Regions from separate parts of the Mus musculus genome. Here all the other regions are linked to region 1. A link is a contact called in public Hi-C and promoter capture Hi-C data. All regions are on one chromosome and are shown on one strand. Each heading gives the region's core, a stretch centred on a gene start, on an enhancer-like site or on the middle of the called end of the contact. The rest is flanking DNA. Distances are from core to core; before and after follow the strand shown.

Region 1 (2,781 bases), core at 204-2,703:
TTTTCGGACCGTGGTTGGTGGGCAACACACAGACACGAACCCCCGAGTCTGGCTAAGAGGAGCAAGACAAACGGTTTAAAGCACAGGAGGGGGAAGGAGGCCCGGAGAGGCACAGACAGAAAAACCAGAAAGATTTCACAAGAAAGGAGAGCGGAGCGCAGGGGAGGGCAGAAAGCGACCGGGAGAGAGAGCCACACCGAAAGGTGTTTTCCGGAGCGGCGGGCAGGACTGGGTGAGCCGCGGCCTTGGGGTGGCCCGCGCGCCCATGGGCGCTGCCTGCACGCCGCGGCGCGAGGGGAAGCAGCGGACTTCCACGCGCCCCGGCAAACTACTCCCTCGCCGCGCCGCGCCCCGCGAAGCCTCGCGCGCAAGCGGAGGCGGCGGCGGCAGCCCAGGCCCTGGGCCTAGCCCGGTGCTCCGAGAGCAGGCTGGACGGACGGACGGCCGTTCCCCCACTCGGCTGGGCGCAAAGCGGCCTTACCTGGGGCGAAGGTAGAAAGGGAGGTCTCGCGGGCTCGCCCGCCGCACAGCCGCCCGCGGCCCCCGGCTTTCTCCCGAGACGCGACACCGCCTCCGCCGCCGCTTCGCCCTCGGGGGCTCGGCCACCGCCGCCGCCCGAGCTGTTTACACCGTCCGGCCCCTCACACCGCCGCCGCCGCCTTCTCTCCAACCCAGAGCCGCTGCCGACTCGGCCGCCGCCACCTCCTCCGCCGCAGCCTGATCTCTCTGGAGCATCTTCCAGCCACCGGACACGGAGAAACAGAGACTCCAGCCGCGCCGGCAGGAAACTCCCCCGCAACTGCCAGGGGGGACCAGGCGGTCAGAGCACCAGCGGCTTTTCCGCCATTGAGCAGCGGCCGCTCCGCTCCTTCTGCAACCCCCCTCCCCTCCCCGCACCGCCGTCTTTCCCCGCCCCTCCTCGGGCTCCGCCCCCCAAGGGCACCCATTGGGACGCCGCGTGTGTCACCGCTGCCCTCGGTTTGCTGAGAAGCCTGTCAATCTACGTTCTCCCGCCCAACCTGGCCCCTAGTATCTTCTGTGCTTCTCTTTCCCCGCCCACACGGCCCCGCCTCTGAGTCTTTAATTTCTCATTGGGCGTCAGTGCCCACCTTAATTGGCAAGGTCAACTATCCATCACACACCGCCCACCAGTGAGGCCCAACCCTTCATTACCATTTACTTTATTCAGCCCCACCTCCGCCTTGCCCTAACTCCTGACGTCACCGACCTGCCCACCCTAGTAGCCATAGGTAGAGTCCTCCGTCAGTCAAATTACGCCCCAACTCGAAGACCGATATCCTTTTCTGATTGGTTCAAATGGCGGCCTGATCCTCCGACTATTGGCTTCCTCTACTTGTCCGTCAAGAAACCAATTTCCAAGTCCGTCACTTCGGCTTTTTTTAAATGAACGCGCAAAAGTATCCTAAAAGGGATTGGCTAGTATTCGTAGATGGCCAAGCCCCGAGTCTGCGGACCCTGCAGTTCTGACCTCTACACTTCGCGGAGAACGAACACCATAAAGAAACCAACGGGCAGTCCAGTTATAGGTGGAAATTGGTCCCACCCGGAGTGGAGAGAGCCGGCTTCTGATTGGCCAGAGAAGTGCCCCTAGACCCTCATTGGAAGAAGTGGCCGCCTCTCTTTGGCATAGAGCTGTGAAGGAAGAGCTCAGAAAGGTTCGAGAAAGGGCCTGGAGAGAGGCGTTGTTTTGCTTCAACTACGGGTGGGGCGCACGCGAGAGTGCAAAACTGGGCGCGTAGGGCTCTGGGGAGGTGATGCAGGGAGGGAAAGAGCCCGGATGTTCCCTAACAATGAAATCATCTCTGACCAATCAGAGCCTCATTGTTGGGATACCTGCATGACCTGTCTCCAGCAGGGGAGAGTGGGCGGGAAGTTGAGAAGGCTGAAAAGCCACTTGAGAAAATGGGACAGGAGATCCCTTCGGGATGATTTTGCAATGGTTCAGATTGTTCGTTCTTCTTATTTACCTCGACCTCCTGCCTTCCAGCCCTTGGCAGTTCCGTGTTTTGTTTCTGAGTCTGATTTTTAAAACTCCTGTCTAGGCTCTTGACATTCACTAGGTCATTCCTCTCTTAAAGAGCACCTGCATTTTGCTAAGCGTGGTAGGTAGAACTGGAGATACAAAAGTAAGGCAGGCAGTCCCAGACTGGGAATGGTAGGTAATCATTGAACGTCTGCAAAGGGTAATGATGACATAAAGGAGTCTCCCTCTGGGTATGATTACTCGGAAGGCTTCACAAAGGCCGGGAGAAAACGGTCATCTAGTAACCACATTGAGCTAGAAAGTGAACCAGGTTAATTCTTCCAGATCAAAGTGTAATGGGGCACTTAAGCGCTCACCTGAAGAGTTTTTAAACTCGCTCAAGTCTTTGAAAGACGTTTTCGATCTTATTCATACTTAGGTATAAGTTAGTTGGGACAACTTAGGTTTAGACCGACCTAAGGGAGTGCAAATTCAGCTTTGAAAAGAAGGACATATTTCTGAAGCAATTTCCAAAGTGAAACTGGCGGAAATAAACATTTGGTTGCAATTCAGATTTCTCTGGAACTTCAAGTTTAAGAACTCTGTCTTAAGGTTTCTATTGGGACCATGAAACACCATGGCAACCAAAAAGCAACTTGAGTAGAAAAGGGTTTATTGGACTTACACTGTAGCCCATCACTGAAGGAAGCCGAACAAGAACTCAAACCTGCAGATAAGAGTTGATGGAGAGGTTACTAGCTTGTTCACATGGCCCGCTCAGCCCACTTATAGAATCC
Region 2 (2,781 bases), core at 200-2,699, 1.7 Mb after region 1:
GTGGGGAGCCTCTGCCTGCAGGCTCAGACTGCCTGCTGCTGGCCTGCGATATTTATAGTACCTATCTCTCCGGTTCTGTCTCCACCTGGATCTATGAGGTCTATGGCTGCCACATGTGTAGGGACTGTTCTGGGGGGTGGGGGGCACATTATCGATTTAAGTGGCTGGCGCTTGGCCATGGATGCAAGCTGGGATGGAAGCTAAGAAGTCTAAACTGAGGGCGGGCAGGGGAAACGCCAGACTGCAGCTCCTTTGTGCAAAGGGCTTGGTGGTTAGGCCTGGTGAAACCGGGGCTTTCCAGCTCCCGTGTCCCAGCAGCCGCGGCTGTGGGCGTGGTGAGGCAGGTGTGGGTGGCCAAGGATCTGTCTCAGTTTCCTCCCCGCCCTGGTGGCAGCTACTCAGAAGAGTTAAAGGCAAAACTGGCAAGAATTTTTCTTTGTAGTAGGAAAAGAGGGTCCCAGAGAGTTCACGGTGACAATCCTCTTTTCAGACACACAACTACCGGACTCCACGTTTGCAGACCTGTTATCGGCCGTGCGCACCTTCAATTTCCCCTAACCACCAACTACCTCCCTGGTTGCTCTCAGACAGCAATGACATCATTTGAACATATATAAATAACTGACCTCTCTGCCTTCCAAGCAGTGATTGTGGTTCGGAGCACAATGGTTAAAAGCAAGGAGGACTCCATTATCAGACTTTTTAAAGCTACAAAACAAACAAACAATCAACCCCCCACCCCTAAAACAAAACAACGAGAGCACAGGCTGGGCATAGTGGCTCACAGCTTGTCATTCCAGCACTAGGGGAACTGAAGCAGGAGGGTTGCCTACGAGTTCGAGGCCAACATGGGAAACTTTGGCAAACCGTGATAGATAGATAGATAGATAGATAGATAGATAGATAGATAGATAGATGATGCAAAGTGAGAACCCAGTCTAGACCAGGCCCAGCAGGAGTTAGCCACCTACAGGTCTCCGAGTAAAGCCCGCTCTGACTATTTCACTGACAAGCCGGGCTGGAAAGAGGCCAGCACAGGATCTTATGACTGGAAAGCAAAATAAAGAACAGCAGCAACGACCTAGAGAAACGAAAATACACTTGACACTCTGTCTCTGTCTTTCTTTTTCACATTTAACCTTGTCGCAACACAGATGAGTAGGCCGGGGTCACCGTTGCACAACAGTTTGGGAACTAGGTTAAGGAACTTGTAGTTTCAGACCCAGACGCATGACACTCGCGTGGGCGCTAATGTCCGCCCGGCTTTTCCACGCGGGCCGGGGACAGGTTCTGGCTGGCACAGCGGTACAGGTCTCAGGCTGCTGGAAAGGCCGGTTTCGTGGCCTGGGACGAGGGGGCGGCTGGCCGGGATCCGGAGCTGCACGGCGCGGCCAGGGCAGCTGGCAGTCAGCTGGTGCCGGGGCCGCGCTCGCTCACTCGGAGGGAGGCGAGCCGGCCGCATACCGCGGGGCGCAGAGGAAATAGCTGGGATTCCTCCCGCGGCGCCGCGCTCCCGTTCCCGCGGGGAGGATCGGGGGCGCGCGCCAGCGGTCCGCAGGCTCGTCCCCCGCACTGCCCGGGGAATCCTCCCCGAACCCCACCTTCAGCTCCCTAGCCACTCCCCGCCAGCGTGTGGGTGCTCAGAGGCACCGCGTGTTCTGGTCTTGCAGACTCTCCAGGCCAGCCAGGCCTCCTGCTTGTTGGTCTCTGACTGAGGACATGCGACAGCGCCCCTGGGAAGGCCAGCTAGCTGCACAATGGTCCCCACCCCTGCAGAGGATGTACCAGACCGGATGTGCTCTCTGTGACCCACCCCACTGATCTCGGAGCCTGCTCCAGGCAGTGGGCCCCTAGAGGTGCCAGCTTTAGCCTTTGGAAAGCTGTTGCCAGTGATGTGAACATTTCTGTCTAGGCTTCGAAACCGTCCTTGAGATAGGGATTTCCCACTTGGGGTGGCAGGAATGAGGCTAGCCCCTCAGGAACTGCTTGCTGCCAGGTGGTAAGGACGGGGTGATGGAGAAAGGAGGACCCTTACTCTAGTAAGGGCCTAGAGTGGGACCCTCTCTGACTGTATAGGCACAAGAAGGAAATGGAGACCCTTCTTTTTGGTTTTTTGTTTGTTTTGTTTTTTGAGACACGGTTTCTCTGTATAGCCCTCGCTGTCCTGGAACTAACTTTGTACACCAGGCTGGCCTTGAACTCAGAAATCCGCCTGCCTCTGCCTCCGGAGTGCTGAGATTAAAGGCGTGCGCCACCACGCCCGGCTGAAGAGTCAGGTGAGAAGGCTCCTCTCTTCTGAACAGAACCAACAGTTTGATCAGGTTAGGGATTAGGAGGTGGGAAGACAGAGGGCGGATCCTAAGTGGGGCCCACGTAACCTTTCCTAGGAGTTTGGCCCCTATTGCTTGGAACAGGGGTGGACGGATCTAGACTGTCTCTCTACTTTCCCTTGAGACGATTGCTTTGATTGATAATACATTTGGCCTGTTGAGATGGCCCACCCGGTAAAGGTGCTTGAGGCCAGGCCTGACGATCTGAGTTCAAACCCCAGGACCCACACGATGAAAATGGAGATCACACACAAAATGTTCAGCCAGGTCAATAGTCTTCTATTGTCTGTGGATTCTCCCCTGGGTCTTGCACTTTGTCCGTTTCCATGGCCTATATACGATCGGACTTTCACACTGGATTGTGAACAAAGGCTTTTCTCACACTGGATTGTGAACAAAAGCTTTTCCGTGTATCTTCCTAGTTAGATGTTAGCTTCACCACGCCAGGGCC
Region 3 (2,781 bases), core at 107-2,606, 1.4 Mb after region 1:
GTCCTCAGCAAGTCGCTCCGTTCTTCTGTGCTGTAAAATAGAGATGGTCATAGTACCAATTCTCGGGTTGTGGGGGTTCAATGCATTTAGAGAAAATACTATGTTAAGCTTGGCATCATCAGCTATTCATTACCAACTTACATTTAAAATATAGTATGCATAAATCTATAATGTGTGTGCAAAAACCTCTGGTTAAATGATAGGACTAAAAACTTGTTCCTGGAGGTTAGGAAGCCGGCACACTCTGTTTATGCAGTATTCGACTCAGAGTGGAAGCTTAAGTCACACTGCATGGTGCGGCAGAGTATAACCATAACCAGGAAGCTGTAACTGCGCATCATTCAAGCAGAAGGTAGAGATTTCACAAGTGTTCCCAGTCACCTCCCCTGCATACGTTTATCTCAAAGAACAGGGCCTAGGAAGAGATGAGCAACCAAATGAATGCTGACAAAATCTCACTCTCAAAAGCGCAAGATGCACACACAGGTGCTTTAAGTTTACGTCTACACAAAGCCTATAGATTCTTCCCTCTTCTTCTCCCCTCTCTCTCTTTCCTTCTCCCCTCTTTCCTTCCCTCTTCTTCCCTCTTTTCTCCCTTCCCTCTCTTTCCTTTCTTCCCTCTCTCCCCTTCCTCTTTCTTTTCTCTCCTCCTTCCCTCTTTTCTTCCCTCTTTCCTCTCTCTCCCTCACCTCTTTTTCCTCTTCCCCTCTACCCCTTCTTTCCTTTCTTCCTCTCACCATCTCCCTCCTTGATCTCTCTTCTCTTTTCTCCCCTTTCCTCTTCTCTCTCCTATCTCCTTCTCTCCCACTCTCTTTCCTTTCCTGTCACTTTTCCCGGCATTGAGACAGGATTTTGCTTACAGGCGATGCACTCACGGCTCCAAAGAGCTGTTCTTGTCATAACTGAGGTGAAATTCCTAACAACCCTTGGTACATTAAGACCCCTCAACAGATACTAATAACCCTGAAATGGGGCGGGACCTGGGCCTGACGAGACCCCACCCACGTCCTGGGCCCGCCCCCGCTCTAGGCCCCGCCCAGAACTCGCTCTGACCGACTGTGTCGCTCTCAGCCGCCCTCTTTGTCCACAGGACGCTTGCGCACCTGTCAAGGCGCCTTGGCACTGCCCACATCCAAGTGAGTGGTACAGAGAAGCCTGAGTTTTCGGGAAGCCTGAACACAGCCTCTTTCCATGTCTTTTAGAGTTTGTTTTCGTTTCTAGGTCTTGAGAAAGCGCGGTTTTTTCCCCCCGACGTTGCGTAGGAGGCTATGTTTTAAGTCAGGCGTTCTCTAGACAGTCCGCATTTTGGATTAAGGTCCTTGCGCTGAGCTTTGGGCGGGCCTAAGGGGAAGCCGGGTCCTTTTCTAGGGCGGTCGCACAGGCAGCGGCGGTGCGAAGCGGGCCTCCGCCAACATGTACTACAAGTTTAGCAGTTTCACGCAGAAGTTGGCTGGAGCTTGGGCTTCGGAAGCCTACACCCCGCAGGTACACTTTTGCCGCGTCGCCTTGGGCCGGAGAACAGCAGCCCGAGGCAGGCAGTTGCGAGGTTCGAGCCGTGAAGGGTTTCTGCCGGCCGACCGGTCCGGCTTGCTGGTGTCCCCTGGTGTCCTTAACCACGCAGGCTTGGAGCGGTCGCCGAGGTTTCTGGGTGTGTGCTGCACCCTAGGCGAGGTTTGCATGGCACTGAACTCAGGTCTGATACCTTGCGGGGGTCAAGGTGACCCCTGGGGTGGTTGCTTGTTTAAGGTGGATTTCCCGTAGAATCTGTGAAGGATTGCAGAAGGTGACATAACTGTGTTTGGGTTTCTGCTCTCTCTGGTTGAGGTGGCCTTTGTGACTTCCTCTTGTTACTGGCCCTGTCACAGCCCAGAAAGCAGCTTTACCCAGCTACCAAATGGAAGACTGGGAGGGCGGATTTGAGAAGCTCGCTCATAAGGCATGGGAATATATATATGTGTATACATACATACATACATACATACTGGGGAAAGCATCGGAAGTGACACCCAACGAGGTTTATGCTTTTGCTAGTTTTAAAGTGGCAGACGGTGACCGTTGACTACTGGGCAATCTGACATTATCCAGGTTCCAGTTAGATCCTATCAATGGCGTTCCCATCTCCAATCTCAGTGTTGTGAAAATGTGGTATTTTAGAGTTCCACTTAATACTGGGTTAGTACTGAATTTAGCAGCCTTAATCTAGTGACCTTGACTGCCCCTTCTAATTCGGGGCAGCATTAACTTGGGTTAAATGTGATGTGTCGAGTGAGCAGATTTTCTGGCAGATGGTTGGTGCTGGATAAATGCTATATATTCTCCTGAACTGAATCACTGCTCAGCATAGTTCGAGAAGCCTTGGTGGGACACGAAGCTGAAAAACCTTGAATAGTAAGTGACCTGTATGGGCTGTAAAAGAGATTGTCATTACTGCCTCTTTTCTACCCCTATGGGACACTCCATCTTAAGGGACAGTGTTTAAGTATGATTTCATTACAAGAGTAGATGTGCTTTCAGGAGAGAGGAGGCCAAGAAGGGTCGTATGGGAGGTTGAGGAGGAAAAGTCTCAAGAGTGTTTAGGTGTTCAGTGTCTAGTGCTGTGTTGTGTCTGGTAGCTGCTGAGGTTTTATGAATGTGGTGCTTAACAGACATGGCTGCTAGTAGGCTCTTTGCTGCTGGAGAGATCATAAAAAGAGAGAGAGAGAGAGACACCATCGTTCTGTTACAGAAATGTGGAAGGAAATGAGGAAAATTCACTCAAAGAACAGTCCAGTGTTAGAGGTG
Region 4 (2,781 bases), core at 71-2,570, 1.3 Mb before region 1:
ATGACTGTAAGGTTGGGGGATGGGCACAGTAGTTTGGCCCCGCCCTACTATTGTAAAGGTTTTGTTTGTTTCCCTCAATGAAGGCACACACACCACGGGATCCCAAGCAGATAAATGACTCACCTGAGATGATGCCTGCTGGGGCAGCAGGAGATCATAAGGAGACGCAGAGACCAGTCAGGAGGCCACTGCATTGTCACTGAAGGTGACAGACTGGACTGTGGCCTGGGAAGGAGAGCTCAGAATCTGAGTGCACATCTTTGGTGCTCTGCGTCCCAATCTGGAAGCACTTCAGTCCCCCCTTTCCATCCTCCGAGGAGATGTGGTGATGACAATCACACAGAAATGTCTGAGGAAGTCACTTCACTTTCAAATGTTGCAGAAGGCAAGCACAGGCACACATCTGTAACCCCAGCACTTAGGAAGGGAGGCGGGAAGACCTGCGGTTTGGGCCAGCTCTAGCTCCATACTCTCATCAAGTCAGCCTGTGCTACAATGAGGCCCTGTCTCAAAAACAAAACTAAACAAAGAAACAAGCATAGCATGCTCCCACACACTCAGGGAAGCGTGAATAAATTCTCGCTGGTAGGGGAATTTCATTAGCTTCAAATACTGTTAGCATTGATATGAACATCTGCATGGAATTTATGTCTACACATCTGTTCCATTCAGGGACACATACACACACACACACACACAGAGAGAGAGAGAGAGAGAGAGAGAGAGAGAGAGAGAGAGAGAGAGAGAGAGAGAAAAGAGAGAGACAGACAAACAGAGACATAGAAAGACAGAGACATAGACAGACAGAGACATAGACAGAGACAGAGACAGACAGACACAGAGACAAGGAGAAACAAAGAGACAGAGGCAGATGTGCAGACATACACACACCCACAGGGTAACCTCATTAGCAAGATATATATACCCCATGACCATGAACGACTTAATTAAAGTCCATAAGCCTTTGTTCCTCATGAGTACCTAGGGGCTACGACCCAGACTATGAGAATCAAAGGACCACCATATGAAGTAAGAGTGAGTAACGTGACTGCCCCATAAGGGGATCTCAAAACCCCTTCCTTTTTCCTTCAGTGCTGAGCTCCTGGGACTCAGTGCCACCAGACCATCCAGACTTCAGAGGGTCCCACTTGTGGAAAAGCGTGAAGTGTCCCCATTCCTATTGCTGCTTTACTATCCTGTTTACCATTAGGAAAAACAACTTCCTTTACCACACCCTGCTGGGGCTGTGTCACCGTGCTTCCCCTGGACTTGGAGACAGCCTCAGGAATGGGCGGAGCTGAGCTAGGGCCCTGAAGCCCATGGGAAAGGGTGTGCTGGCCCCATGCAACATGGGTGGACCCCTCTGGGAGGGAGGCAGAGTCAGGGTGACCAGGACTCCTGGCTGGATTCATTGATCGGGAAGCAGAGATGGAGTTCAGATGGTTCCAGAAGCCAAGGCCTGACCGTCTCCCTGGGCCTGTGACTCGAAAACAGCCCTGGCTGGCTGCCACCTTTCGTACTGCCTGTTCTGTAAGGTCACACACAGGGTCATGCCTGCCTTCTGACATTCTGCTCACCCCAGATCAGAGACAGTCAGGTGAGTGGAAGGGAGAAGGGTGATTTGCCATGAGATAGGAAAGAGAGGAGGAGATTGGAAAACAGAAGAGCCAGGAATGCAATCACTGAGACCATGCCAAGCTTGCCTACGTAGTCCCTTCCCCTTGTCCCATGGGATTCTGCACTGTCTTGTGTTCATAACTTGACGTGCTTAAGAAACGCCTCCAAAGTCGAAGGCTAGACGCTCAAAGGCATCCTAAGGCCACCCTCATGACCAGACCAAGTCCAATTCATCCTCATGAGTCTATGAAGCACAGAAGCCATTTAAAACTCCAACCAAGGCAAGGGCATTCCCTGCCATACAACCCAACCAAGGACCCTGTCCCCTGGACTGTCCAGGCGACAAGATTCTTCTTCTTCTAGCCTCAAGTCTTTCTAAGAGGGCTCCTTTCTCTAAGGCAGTGTAGACAGCCCCTAGATGAACAGCATCAGAAGAGGGAGATGGGTGATGACAGACAGCTGTGACATTTGAGCACGGTTTAAAAAGGTAAAAAGAGTGCTCAATCTGCAGAGCCACCCGAGGCAGGCTGCAGTGGGGCGCAGGAGAAGGAGCATCTAAATCTTCTTCTCCCTGTCTTTCTGAAGCATCACCGTGCCCAAGGCCAAAGCCCTCTTCTCCAGGATGACTGTATCAAGAAGCCCCAAGCAGTGGATTCATCTTCTAAGTGATCTGATCTCACAGGTGAAAAGAGAGAGAGAGATTGGGGATGCAATAGTTGGTTTTTGCCAATTTGACATAAACCTAGACATAGCTAGGAAGAGGGAATCTCAATAGAGGAATTGCCTCCATCAGATTAGCCTATAAGGATATCTGTGAGACATCTTCTTGATGATTAATGCAGGAGGGCCCAGCCTCATTCCTATGGCATCATAGGGGGATGGTTAGCGTCATCCCTAGGCAGGTAGGCCTGACCTGTATAAGAAAGGGGTTGTAAGCCAATATCCAGTATTCCTCCACAGCCTCTGCTTCAGTGGCTGCCTCAGTTCTCACCTTGGCTTCCCTCAGTGATGAACTCTAAGCTCCTCAAGCACAAGGAGCAGCGAATCTTGCTGCCTCGGTCGCTATCTTCACCCCAAATCACTTGCCTGACCAAGAGGAGCAAACAAGGACGGGATCTCAACTCCCACTCCCAAGAAGCTTCATCCTTAGCAGCCTGGACCGTT
Region 5 (2,781 bases), core at 144-2,643, 1.1 Mb before region 1:
TGAATTATGCCATTTCATTACAAAGCATTTTGGTTCCAACAGTTTATAGTATTTATTTGGAGATGGGATTCTAATTTTCTTTTTGTTTTTAAATGGCACCAGTATAAGGTGTACTAAATATATAAATACAGTGCAAAAAGGTTCTGTAAGTCTTGGAAAGAAATAAAAGCAGTTAACTCCAGGACTCATAATTCTAATAGGACCTAATAGGATGTATACAGGAGGGCAGTGCTTTCTAACTACCAGTCTTGTTTCATGTCTATAAAAGAAAATTAGCATTGATGCCTGCTCTGCTGCACAGACTGGCCATTCAGTTGGCGTTGGGAGGGGTCACCAGCTCTATGAACTGGCTGTCCTAATTGCTGCCAGCAAGTGAGAAAAAAATATTGAAGTATGATACAAAGAGATTTTGTTTGGGAAAATCTGTAATGTATCAATTTATTTAAAATAAAAGGATCTTTCTGGCTTCTCTTCCCCTTCCTACTGTGTACTGACAGCATCTCCCTTCCTCCTTTTCTCCCTCCCTCCCTCCCTCCCTGCATCTCCTGTCTTCCATATGTGTGTGTGTGTGTGTGTGTGTGTGTGTATTTGTGTGTGTGTTTGTGTATGTGTGTGCACTGTGCTATAGATCAAACCAAGGTCTTGAACTAACAAGACATAGACTCTACCACTAGGCTCCCTTTCATATCCTAAATGGTGTTTTCTGGTCATTCTTTTACTCTTTGATGCCTCTGAGCGTGCATGGTCGGCCGCTCTCGCACCTAGCTGTGGCCCATTCAGAACCTTTCAGTCTCGCTGTAGCTAAGCTTCCCTACAGAAGGTCTTTCTTGAAGACAGGTTTAGTATTGCTTTCTAATGTTTTTATTGTCTTTGATATTTCTGAGCAGGAAAATGGTGTGTTTTTATGATCATACGCCTCAGTTTGTAGGTTTTCCTCCTAGACGTCCAAGGAGATACCATTATCAATTTCTGTAAACAAGTAGAAAATAAATGTCAAAACTTAAGCCTCCAATCCATCCTATGTGGCACAATCATTCAAGTATAATTTAAAACACAGTCTGAGACTATGATCACGTAATGAGAAACAAACAATTCCATATTAATGAGAACCCATTTGCCAATAATTCTGTCATTTGTAACTTGAATCAGTCATCACCCCTGCAAATAACCCTCTCAAGACATTATTTGCAATTTTGTCCTCTGCTTTCTGTCCTTGATGTTGTGAAAATGGCCGTCTACTGTTACAGGAATGAAAAGAGATCCCATTCAAACATCTTTTGTGTTTCCACTTTCAGTGAAAAATGTTTTTCAAACCTGCAGCTGGTTATTTCTGCAGGAGTTCCCACTTATGCTCAGATTTGATTGACATTTTGAAATGGCAGGTTTTCATGAAAAGCTGTTAACTTGTAGAATTCAGTTATGGTACCAAGACAGACTGACTTTGTTCTGTGGCTGGGACCTGTCCAAACTAAATAGACCCCTGCATCTGACTTTAATAGTGCACTCGGCCACGATAGGGCACTTTGCCTTTTACTTCCCTCCAAGACTGATGCCTCTTATGTGTTCAAAATGAACGTGATGGATAGTCATGCCAACAGCCTTCTGTTCTGCAGTTGCTTTAATTGGCTTATAGAGTCATCTTCTTCCCCTCTTAAATATCTAATGGACCAAGACAGACCTTCATTTTTAAATGGAATAATAATTAAGAAGAGCTTCTTAATTTGCAACTAATGTTATACAGCACAAAAAATTTAAAAATAGTGCAGGTTTTTTTTTTTCCAGTATAGAGGATCTAAAATTTTTGGAAAGCCATTCCTTATGGAAAAGTATGTTACATATGGCTATACAGATCTGTTTGATATATTATTCTGTGCAAATATAGTTAATATTATTCATCTGCTCATTCAACCAGTGGACAATTTCAAGGACAGCGTACTAGGTAGCCAAGTACATGTACAGTGTACTTTTAAATTAAGTGTCTTATTTTATATAACTGCAGGCCCATAAGGCTGTTAGCTCCTAAGGTGTTCTCCCTGTTTAAGTGCCTCACTGTTTTTTACCTTTGATCCTATGTAGCAACATTCTCATGAGTTTAATATGAAAATGTGACTGTTGTGCTTTCCTCTGCTATTCTTTGGAAAATGTAAGTAAAAATGTGTTTCCCTCCCAGCTACTTGGGTGCTGCTTATCTTAAATATTTTTTGGGGGTGGTTTGGTTTTCCTATCAAGACAGTACTAGGAAAGGTTATCACTGTCAGTCCTGATATCTTTTAGTTTGTTTCATTGTTGTTTTAAATAAAATTTTGCATTATTGCCCATGCTAGCCTTAAACGTGAGACACCCCTTCTATATGGACTTCTACATGTTGACTTTAAGCACATACCTCACTGCCTGGCTTCTGATTGCCTTTGGAAGCTTGAATTTATTTCATTGAAATAGCTAATTCCAGAAATCTTAGTTCATTTTAAGAAAAAGAGCTTATATACATACAAGAATATGAGCAAGGGCTGCACAGCCCATCTCTAAGACTGCTGGTCAGAGATATAGTGTTTTAGTGCTTTTTATCTTTTTTTCTTATAGTTTAGGTTCAAGGTTGAAGTTCATTGAGAATACATGAGTTCTTAGCTCTTTTATCCACAGGAATAGGTTGGAAAACCCTACATGATTCTTTAGATCATGCATGGTAGCAGACCCTATATGTGAATATATGTGTCCCTTATGTTTTTTGTACTGTACTGTACACACCCATGTTTTAAAAATTAAATTCTAAATTGAGCACAG

What was found. Promoter capture Hi-C pulls out the DNA fragments that hold promoters and counts their contacts. A called contact is a pair of places that touch in the nucleus more often than the background predicts.
Region 2: a contact with region 1 is called in a Hi-C map of B cells, with 6 read pairs. The contact joins the enhancer-like site here to the promoter of 1110020A21Rik in region 1. A contact is called at or near these places in 2 of 484 Hi-C or Micro-C datasets (B cells and CD8 T cells) and 1 of 9 other capture datasets (liver).
Region 3: a contact with region 1 is called in a promoter capture Hi-C map of neutrophils, with 5 times the contacts expected there. The contact joins the promoter of Cox7a2l here to the promoter of 1110020A21Rik in region 1. A contact is called at or near these places in 2 of 39 promoter capture datasets (neutrophils and pre-B cells).
Region 4: a promoter capture Hi-C map of pre-B cells shows a contact between it and region 1, with 2.9 times the contacts expected there. The contact joins the promoter of 2010106C02Rik here to the promoter of 1110020A21Rik in region 1. A contact is called at or near these places in 2 of 39 promoter capture datasets (liver and pre-B cells) and 1 of 484 Hi-C or Micro-C datasets (muscle stem cells).
Region 5: a promoter capture Hi-C map of the 3T3-L1 cell line shows a contact between it and region 1, with 5 times the contacts expected there. The contact joins the enhancer-like site here to the promoter of 1110020A21Rik in region 1. A contact is called at or near these places in 8 of 39 promoter capture datasets (the 3T3-L1 cell line, 3T3-L1-derived adipocytes, the HPC-7 cell line and 4 more) and 2 of 115 datasets of contacts at active chromatin or transcription factors (the 230-238 cell line and large pre-B cells).

The regions. Positions count from the first base shown.
Region 1 is chr17:84,956,095-84,958,875 of GRCm38.p6, reverse strand. 1110020A21Rik (RIKEN cDNA 1110020A21 gene) reads left to right here and starts at 1,453. Exons shown (of 4, transcript NR_027929.1): 1 at 1,453-1,676. It overlaps Ppm1b (protein phosphatase 1B, magnesium dependent, beta isoform), which reads right to left and starts at 875. Exons shown (of 6, transcript NM_001159496.1): 1 at 482-875.
Region 2 is chr17:83,275,064-83,277,844 of GRCm38.p6, reverse strand. No RefSeq gene overlaps it. Among named protein-coding and RNA genes, the nearest start is that of Gm24240, 6.5 kb to the right of the region's middle. Within about 2 kb of position 1,449, at least 392 of the 459 cell types and tissues checked have an H3K27ac peak or open chromatin away from gene starts, as enhancers often do. A contact at or near this core is called in B cells, CD8 T cells and liver, where this site is marked.
Region 3 is chr17:83,512,908-83,515,688 of GRCm38.p6, reverse strand. Cox7a2l (cytochrome c oxidase subunit 7A2 like) reads left to right here and starts at 1,356. Exons shown (of 3, transcript NM_009187.3): 1 at 1,356-1,485. The coding sequence starts at 1,414.
Region 4 is chr17:86,285,717-86,288,497 of GRCm38.p6, reverse strand. 2010106C02Rik (RIKEN cDNA 2010106C02 gene) reads left to right here and starts at 1,320. Exons shown (of 3, transcript NR_045435.1): 1 at 1,320-1,597; 2 at 2,203-2,299. The region is part of intron 1 of Prkce (protein kinase C, epsilon); the gene reads right to left.
Region 5 is chr17:86,028,858-86,031,638 of GRCm38.p6, reverse strand. All of the region lies in intron 16 of Srbd1 (S1 RNA binding domain 1), which reads left to right. Among named protein-coding and RNA genes, the nearest start is that of Gm30117, 100 kb to the right of the region's middle. Within about 2 kb of position 1,393, at least 7 of the 459 cell types and tissues checked have an H3K27ac peak or open chromatin away from gene starts, as enhancers often do.